Regions from separate parts of the Mus musculus genome. Here region 1 is linked to region 2. The links are chromatin contacts, called in public capture Hi-C maps. All regions are on one chromosome and are shown on one strand. The core of a region is the stretch at or near the end of the contact, and the rest is flanking DNA. Distances in the headings are between cores, read along the strand shown. Region 1 has its middle 8.4 kb from the start of Gm33114. Region 2 overlaps Afap1 (actin filament associated protein 1).

The links. Capture Hi-C pulls out chosen DNA fragments and counts their contacts.
Region 1: a capture Hi-C map of embryonic stem cells shows a contact between it and region 2, with 2.1 times the contacts expected there. The contact joins two enhancer-like sites. A contact is called at or near these places in 1 of 39 promoter capture datasets (hippocampal neurons), 5 of 115 datasets of contacts at active chromatin or transcription factors (bone marrow-derived macrophages, embryonic forebrain, embryonic hindbrain and 2 more) and 1 of 9 other capture datasets (embryonic stem cells).

Annotation. Positions count from the first base shown.
Region 1 is chr5:36,736,585-36,740,285 of GRCm38.p6, forward strand. No RefSeq gene overlaps it. Among named protein-coding and RNA genes, the nearest start is that of Gm33114, 8.4 kb to the left of the region's middle. Within about 2 kb of position 1,282, at least 77 of the 459 cell types and tissues checked have an H3K27ac peak or open chromatin away from gene starts, as enhancers often do. A contact at or near this core is called in embryonic stem cells, where this site is marked.
Region 2 is chr5:35,947,156-35,950,637 of GRCm38.p6, forward strand. Afap1 (actin filament associated protein 1) reads left to right here. Exons shown (of 17, transcript NM_027373.2): 5 at 880-1,091. Among named protein-coding and RNA genes, the nearest start is that of Afap1, 56 kb to the left of the region's middle. Within about 2 kb of position 1,351, at least 58 of the 459 cell types and tissues checked have an H3K27ac peak or open chromatin away from gene starts, as enhancers often do. A contact at or near this core is called in embryonic stem cells, where this site is marked.

The DNA.
Region 1 (3,701 bases), core at 32-2,531, 790 kb after region 2:
CAGTCTATTTTTGCGTGTATTTTTTAGAGGCTGCAAGAAGAGAGACCACACCTGTGCAATGAACATTCAGGTAGTTTCTAGTCTTCCTCTGTTACTGACATACAAGTGATGTCAGCTGCGTACAGGGGTGCTGACCAAAACGATGACTTTCTGAAAGTGTGATTTCTGAGACAGTTTCTCCTATTACAGTAAAAGCACTATAATGATTATCATTGTACTTATTTGTAGCAATATGAAGCCAAGCCAATCTTGCCAGCTGAACACCTCTGGGCTTGCGTGAGGCCGTTTTCAGTCACAGACCTCTCTAGATTCTCTGGGTCAAATGATTTGGCAGGCTTCTTCTTCCAGCAAGCCCTCCATTTCTTCCCACAGCTTGGCTTACAAATGCCCAGGAAGGAGAATCTCCTTCCTGGCTCTGAATTTTCCAGGTCCCGTGGTCCTGCCTCTGGGAAATGAGCCCTTGGAGTCAAATAAAGCGTGTGCCCAAGCTGGAGGGTAGTGGCACACACCTTTAATCCCATGGTCAGAAGGCAGAGGCAGGCGGATCTCTATGAGTTCAAGGTCAGCCTAGTTCCAGGAGAGCCAAGGCTACATAGAGAGACCCTGTCTCGAAAAACCAAATCAACCAAACAAAAAAGCCTGTGCCTTTGATCTTTATTGCTGACACTCGTTACTGACTCAGACCGAATCCAGACCCTGCACACCTAAGGCGAGTTCCACATGCCCTGCCCCTCCACAGTCTGTCACACATAACACCTGTTAGTGCCTCTACTTACTAAATCACAGTCCCTCTCTTGGGACTCCAGTGCTTGCCTGCCTGGCCCTTCTCAGCCACTCTGCTTAGGGATCAGGAACTCCTGTGCTCCCTCCCCTGGCCCAGCCCATCACCTAGTACTCACTTGTTGCTCTCCCCTCCCCATCCTTCTCCCTGCCATCACCAGTGGCAGGCTAGAGGCTTCAGAGCTATCTCTATACCCAGAAGTTCCTGAGGTGCAGCTCAGCAGAGGAGCCCTTTCCTGACATGCCGAAGATCAGAGTTTGATCCCCAACACCAAACGGACCAACAAAACTACAAACTCTATCATGTTATCACTTGGTGCCTAAGGTTCTGACCTACCCAGCCTAAGCATGAACCTCTAGAGGTAGCAGGTTCATTGTTTACTCCACAGAAATGGTCACTAGGTGGGTACCCCGAGTTGCTTTTACTGAATACCAGGGACAGAGGATGGGCAAGCCAGGGCAGGCCTGGCCTAGCCCAAGGCCTTTGTAATGGGAATAGGTAGAATTGCTGTCTCCATGGAGAAGGGCAGGGCAGGGCAGGCGCTAGACAGAGGGGATAGGGAGAGAAGTAGAGAATGCAGATGGAGCTGTCCATCCTAGGAGGTACTTCAGGCCCAGTGAGTAGCAGGCGTAGGGATTCTGAGGTCCTGCATGCCACCCTGACGTGGTTGCTCAAATCACACTCATGGTGCAGTGTTGTAAGGGTCAGGCCTAGGACTGGCATCTGCTCCAGAAATCTGCCCTGCCTCTGACCTGATTATGTGGTTAAAACCCCATTATAGGCAAGGATTCCTGCTGGATGGGGACTCAGTCTCTCTCCTGCTCCTGTCCCCCTGTCTCCTCAGTTAAGCAGTTGGCCATGGTTGCTTGATGGATTTATAGACTAACTTGGTGGCTAGTTTGTTCCTCTGATGAGCCAGTCTTGGCCATAGCTTTCTCTGAGCCTGGAAATATACTAAGCCCCGGGCAAGTGGGACCTACATAGGTCCTCCCTCTTCTCTTAGGCCTACTCTTTGCAGGGATGTCCAAACTTCTGACACTGTGATTTGATATTGTAGTTTATGTGTCACACTCTGTTGGTGGCTCTCCTGGATGCAAACAGCCCTAGGGCCTCAGGTTGGGTGGGCACTTGAGAGTCTAGAGATAAGACAGAAAATGCACACAGGGAAAACCAACAGGGCAAGATGACAGAGAGAGGGGCCTTCAGCTGTGTATGTCCATTAGGCAGGAAACAGGGGGACTTTGGCTTAGTCTTGAAGAATGATTAGGCCATCTTATAAGGGCCAGACGGTCTTCCCAAAGGCCCTGTGCATTTGATGTATTGGAGCTCAGTATTGGAGCCTGCTTTCTCTGCTTGTTGGAAATGCCTTTTGCCTGTAACAAATTGACCCTAATTTGAAGGGGTTGCCAACAGAGAGGTGTCTCCATCTCTGGCCACACACAGTGCTTGTGTCTTCCTGGAAACCAGCTCTATGCAGCTGGCATGGCCTCCTCCCCGGGCAGGCTCTGAGCAGCGAGCCGCTGTGTGGTAAGGAGAACAAGGCTACATTATGAGAGTTTCACAGGCTGGCTGTGGACAAACAGAAGGCCTGAGTGTGCCCAGGGACAGCAGCCTGCTTAGAATAGATCACTGAGTTTGGCTCTGAGCGGGCAGGAAAGTAGCCAACAAGAACCAGGTCTTTATGAGGGGAAGGCCCAGCTTGGCACGGGCTGTGAGTGTGTACACCTGCCATCCCTCTGCAGCCTTTGACAGGCCTCCGGCTCTGGGTGGCCCACAGGCATGCACACATGCAGCAAACAAGCTTACAGATAGACCGTCTGCAGCAGCATGAGCTTCCAGCTTCCTCCCCTCTGCCTCCCACTCCAGGACACAGGCAACTAAAGCCAGTGGACAATGAGAGCAGCCTGGGGGGCTCTGTGCTCAGGTCGTGAAGCGGGCAGCTCCTCCATCAGTCCAGGACTGGTGCTTTGGCAGCCCCTCCGACCGAGTTGGAGACGAGGGATCAGATAACAGCAATCCTGTGACCAATTTCAGAGCTGATAAAAGACATGAGCCATGGAGCCAAGACCTGCCCGAGCCCAGGCCTGGTTCACACTGATGTGGGTGGACAGCTCCTCTCTCTGGAGCACGGCAGTGCTTTATCACATTGGCTATGGAGAAAATCACTCAAGATCGAGGAGTAGCCAAAGAGCTGTTTATGAAGATCCTGGGGCTCGGAGGGGATGGATGGCTAGCCTCCCTCTGTGTTGGGCTTCTGCTGGAGGTCTCCTGTGCTGGAGAAGCTGAGCCTTGGTCAGTCCTCACTGCAACGACCAGGCGGTCTATCAGGGGCCTCAGCTTCTCCTCCAGCCTCTCCCCACAGCCCTTCCTGGGAGCTGGTTAAGTAGCTTCCTCAGAGAATTCAGCCCTCTAGCTAAGCATCTACTTGGAATGAGAGGGACTAGTAGTAGCTGCTGGTCAGGAACACTGACCCAGCGTCGGCCATACAGGAAGATGAGAGCCGGAGAAAGGACTTCTCAGCCCAGCACAGGATTGCTCAGCATGCCCTCAGGAGGCTGTGAACTCCTGGATTCTCCTTCTTTCTTTCCAGAGGAGGAAACTGAGGTCCAGGGAGCTGGATAATTGGCTTAAGACCTCTTTGCTGGGCAATGCTACACCATACTGCCCCTTGGTGGCCATAGGTAGCATGTTTAGTGCACAAGGCCAGCCCTTCTAAGGCATTAGTGGAGCTAGGCCCTCCTGGGCTAGTGGATAATCCATAGCCTTGTCAGAGTCCTGGGTGGTGTTTGCTGTCGGTGCTCATGAAAAGTGGGGTCTGCACCAGGTAAGCTCTGTGATTCCTCACCTAGTTCTCTCCATCAAAATCCCCACACAACGGACTGTACAGACAGGAGAGGCTGAGCTGAACACGGGCGCTTTT
Region 2 (3,482 bases), core at 101-2,600:
TCTTACAGATGGCCTGTCTTAGAGGTGTGCCTTCTGGACATGTCCTCACCCCCTCCCTTCTTCCCCCCTCTTTCCTCTTGTCCCTTTCTCTCACCACTCCCATTGGATTAGGACTCTACCTTATGGTCGTATTGGTAACAGATTTCATCTGAATCGTAATCCAAAAGCTCCATCAGATGCAGTCATGTTAGCCTAAAGACCTCACTCAGCATGAGAGTCTCAGGGAATCTTGAGCCCATGGTACTGGCCAGAGGGAGCCATAGCTTAATGCTAGACATGAACACACATTATCCCAGGAGAGAGGAGGGAGATGGGGCAGCTCGGGTGTGTACAGAGAGCCCAGAGGAAGAGGGAGCAGGCTATGTGTGGAGAAAGTGTAAGAACTGGGGTGTCCTTGAGTGAGATTTGTTCTGTTAGAGAGATGGGACCAGTCCTGCCCAGATCCAAGGCAAGCCAGTGGGAAGAGGTGGCCTCTGGTGGATCCCAAGTGTACTGAAGGGTCTGTGGGTGGTAGTGTCAACAAGAAGACTGGGGTGGGGGTGGATTTAATCAAGGCCAGATAAAGAGGAGCAGAGGACTCTTCACGGACATGGTTCCCGAGTGACCACCCAAGGCAGGGCACAGTTAATGCTGCCATTGGGGTGACATCATCCTGTTGATGTGAACGAATCTAGAGATTTAAAAAAAAATGAATCTCAATGTTTTAGTCGTTGCATTTGAAGCATTTTGATGTGTTCTCAGTGCCTGACTTGTGCAAGTTTTATCCCCAGTGCCAGGGCGGAAGCCCTTTCTCACTGAAGCCTACGGTGGCTGGAAATAAGGCCAGGTGAGGTGAGCTGGAGGGTCGGCCTCTCACCTCTACCCTTTTCTCCTCCACAGATTATGACTCTGATGCCATGAGCAGTTCCTATGAGTCATATGATGAAGAGGAAGAGGACGGGAAGGGGAAGAAAACTCGGCATCAGTGGCCGTCAGAGGAGGCCTCTATGGACCTGGTGAAAGACGCCAAGATCTGTGCCTTCCTGCTGCGCAAGAAACGCTTTGGCCAGTGGACCAAGCTGCTCTGCGTCATCAAAGACACCAAGCTGCTGGTGAGGAGCCCAGTGGGGCTGTGCCGCCATTGGCAGTCCGAAGTACAGGACCACAACTGGTACATGCAGACGCTACCACAGGGGAGGCAAGCGACGGCCCAGCCCAGCTCAGCCCAGCCCGCTGGCACCTCTTCAGGGAGGGCTCATGGTTCCCCCACACCCAAGTCCTTCCACCCCGCGGGGCCTGTGGCTTGTGTCAGTGGAAATGAGCAGTGTTGAGACTTGCCAGAAACTGCAAGATAGACTTTCTCATTTGTAGCGAGTCAGTAAATTCCTCCCAGCCAGGTCACAGCAGAGGCCGGAGCCTGTGGAGGCGCCTAGGGGAGGGCAGAGGGAAAGGACATTCTTTTGGAAAGTCAAAAGCTTTCCAAAAAGAAGGGTGGGTTTTTTTGTTTTGTTTTGTTTTGTTTTGGAGGCAAAACAGGAAGGTGGAGTACATCCAGAAGCAGGGCGTAGAAGATTCAGGACTCTGGCTACAGGTGCTGTCCCCTTGGGGGTTCCAAGGAGAGGAGCCTTGGAGGCGGCATTCCTGCCCCCAGTCCCCCCAGCTCCCAAGGCCACTTCCGGTAAAAACCAAGGCTGGTCACTGGGTCAGGAGTTTTACTGTCTGCTTTTTGCCTTTTGTCTTTCAAATTAACCTCAGGAAGCAATTGCTCAAAAGTGAGTCCTTAAAGGAGAAAATCTGGGTTTCTCCTTTCCCCACGTGATGGAGCAGATAACACTGTAAGAGAGACCATGGCCCCCAGTGAATTATGGGAGTCTTGCTCGCATTGGCTCTTAGATCACTGGATGTGCTTCTTCTTCTTCTTCTTCTTCTTCTTCTTCTTCTTCTTCTTCTTCTTCTTCTTCTTCTTCTTCTTCTTCTTCTTTTTTTTTTTGTTCAGCCTTTTTAAACGAAGTGCATATTTTTTCCACATGTGTGGCCTGAATTTCTTCCAAATATAGAATATGCCAAAAATGATGCCATTGGGGATTTTAAAGCATGAAAAATATTAACATAGCCCTTCTTTATAATCTGATGCAATCGCTGCAAGATGGTGATATGCTATATGCAGTGATTTAAAATGTACTCCACACTCATGAGAAAGAGCCGTTTTATTTCCAGTGCAGACAGCGGGAGGGCTGATGCAGAGTCAGCAGTTTGGGGCCCAGGTTCCTGGCCCCACACCCGTTGGTCCTCTTCCTCCTCTCTTGCTTTTCTCTGCAGTGAGAGCCCTCTCCCTGCTCTATGATGGTGAGAGCTTTCATAGCTTTCATAGAGCCTACCTTTAAATTGTTGAAGGAATAAATGGAAAATGAGGGAAAACATCATGTAAGACAAAATGCAAGGTGAAACTTGGCCTTTTATTTGATTTTGGCTTTGTTATGACAGAATCTTGCTAGATAGCTCAGGTTAGCCTCAAATTCACTATGTAGCCCAGGCTAGTCTTGAGCTCTGAATCCTTTCTCTTCCATCTCCTGAATGATGAGATTATGAGCAAGTACTACACACATTTGGCTTAAAGTAGTAGTAGTAGTAATTGTTGTTTTGTTTGTTTGTTTGTTGTTGTGCTGTGTGTATGTATGTATGTATGTGTGTGTATGTATGTATGTGTGTGTGTATGTATGTATATGTATGTATGTATGTATTTTTATGTATATGTGTGTATGCATTATCTTCCTTCATAATTAACCCATGATCAACTACTCAGATGAGAGAAAGCATACTTTTCTTTCCTGGAACACCTTGCCTGGCCTCCCCCTGTGGGTGTCACGCTACCTACTCTATTGACTCCATCTCTAGACCTTTTATTTCCATGCCCAGGCAATTCCAGACCTACCCAGTCACCCCCAGACACTCTGCCCACTCACTGAAGTATCTGTCTCCTAGCTGGTGGGTATCACTGGAAGAGCCTCTCCACTGGATGGACTCTGAGGCCAAGTCACCTTTCTTCCTGGGGTCTGCCTGTACCTAGTGCTGAGGGAGTCAAGGGGCAGAGCCAGCGGGCTTCCAGCTCCAGGGCCCTGGGCTCTCTATGAATTTCGCTTGAACTGAGTCCTGCCTGGTCTTCCTTCCTCAGGCTCTTTGCAGCAGCCTTGGGGGACTCCTGTTTGGAGGTGGCCTGGGCTTGCCTCCCAGGATCTCCAGACAGTACTAGCATTCCAGGTGGTTGTGAGCCAACTGCTGTGGGTGCTGGGGACAGGGCTTAGGCTCGCTACAAGGGCAGTGCGCACTTTTAAGTGCTGAGCCATTTCTCCAGCACCAAGTGTCGTTATCATTACCTAGTCTGCCCACAGTAGCTCTATGCAGTTGCAACAGATCTAGTAACCCTTTCATGTATGTTATATTCACATGAACTGTGCTCCAATAGAACACAGGACAGATCAGTGCCTGCTCAGTCGAGTCTTAGA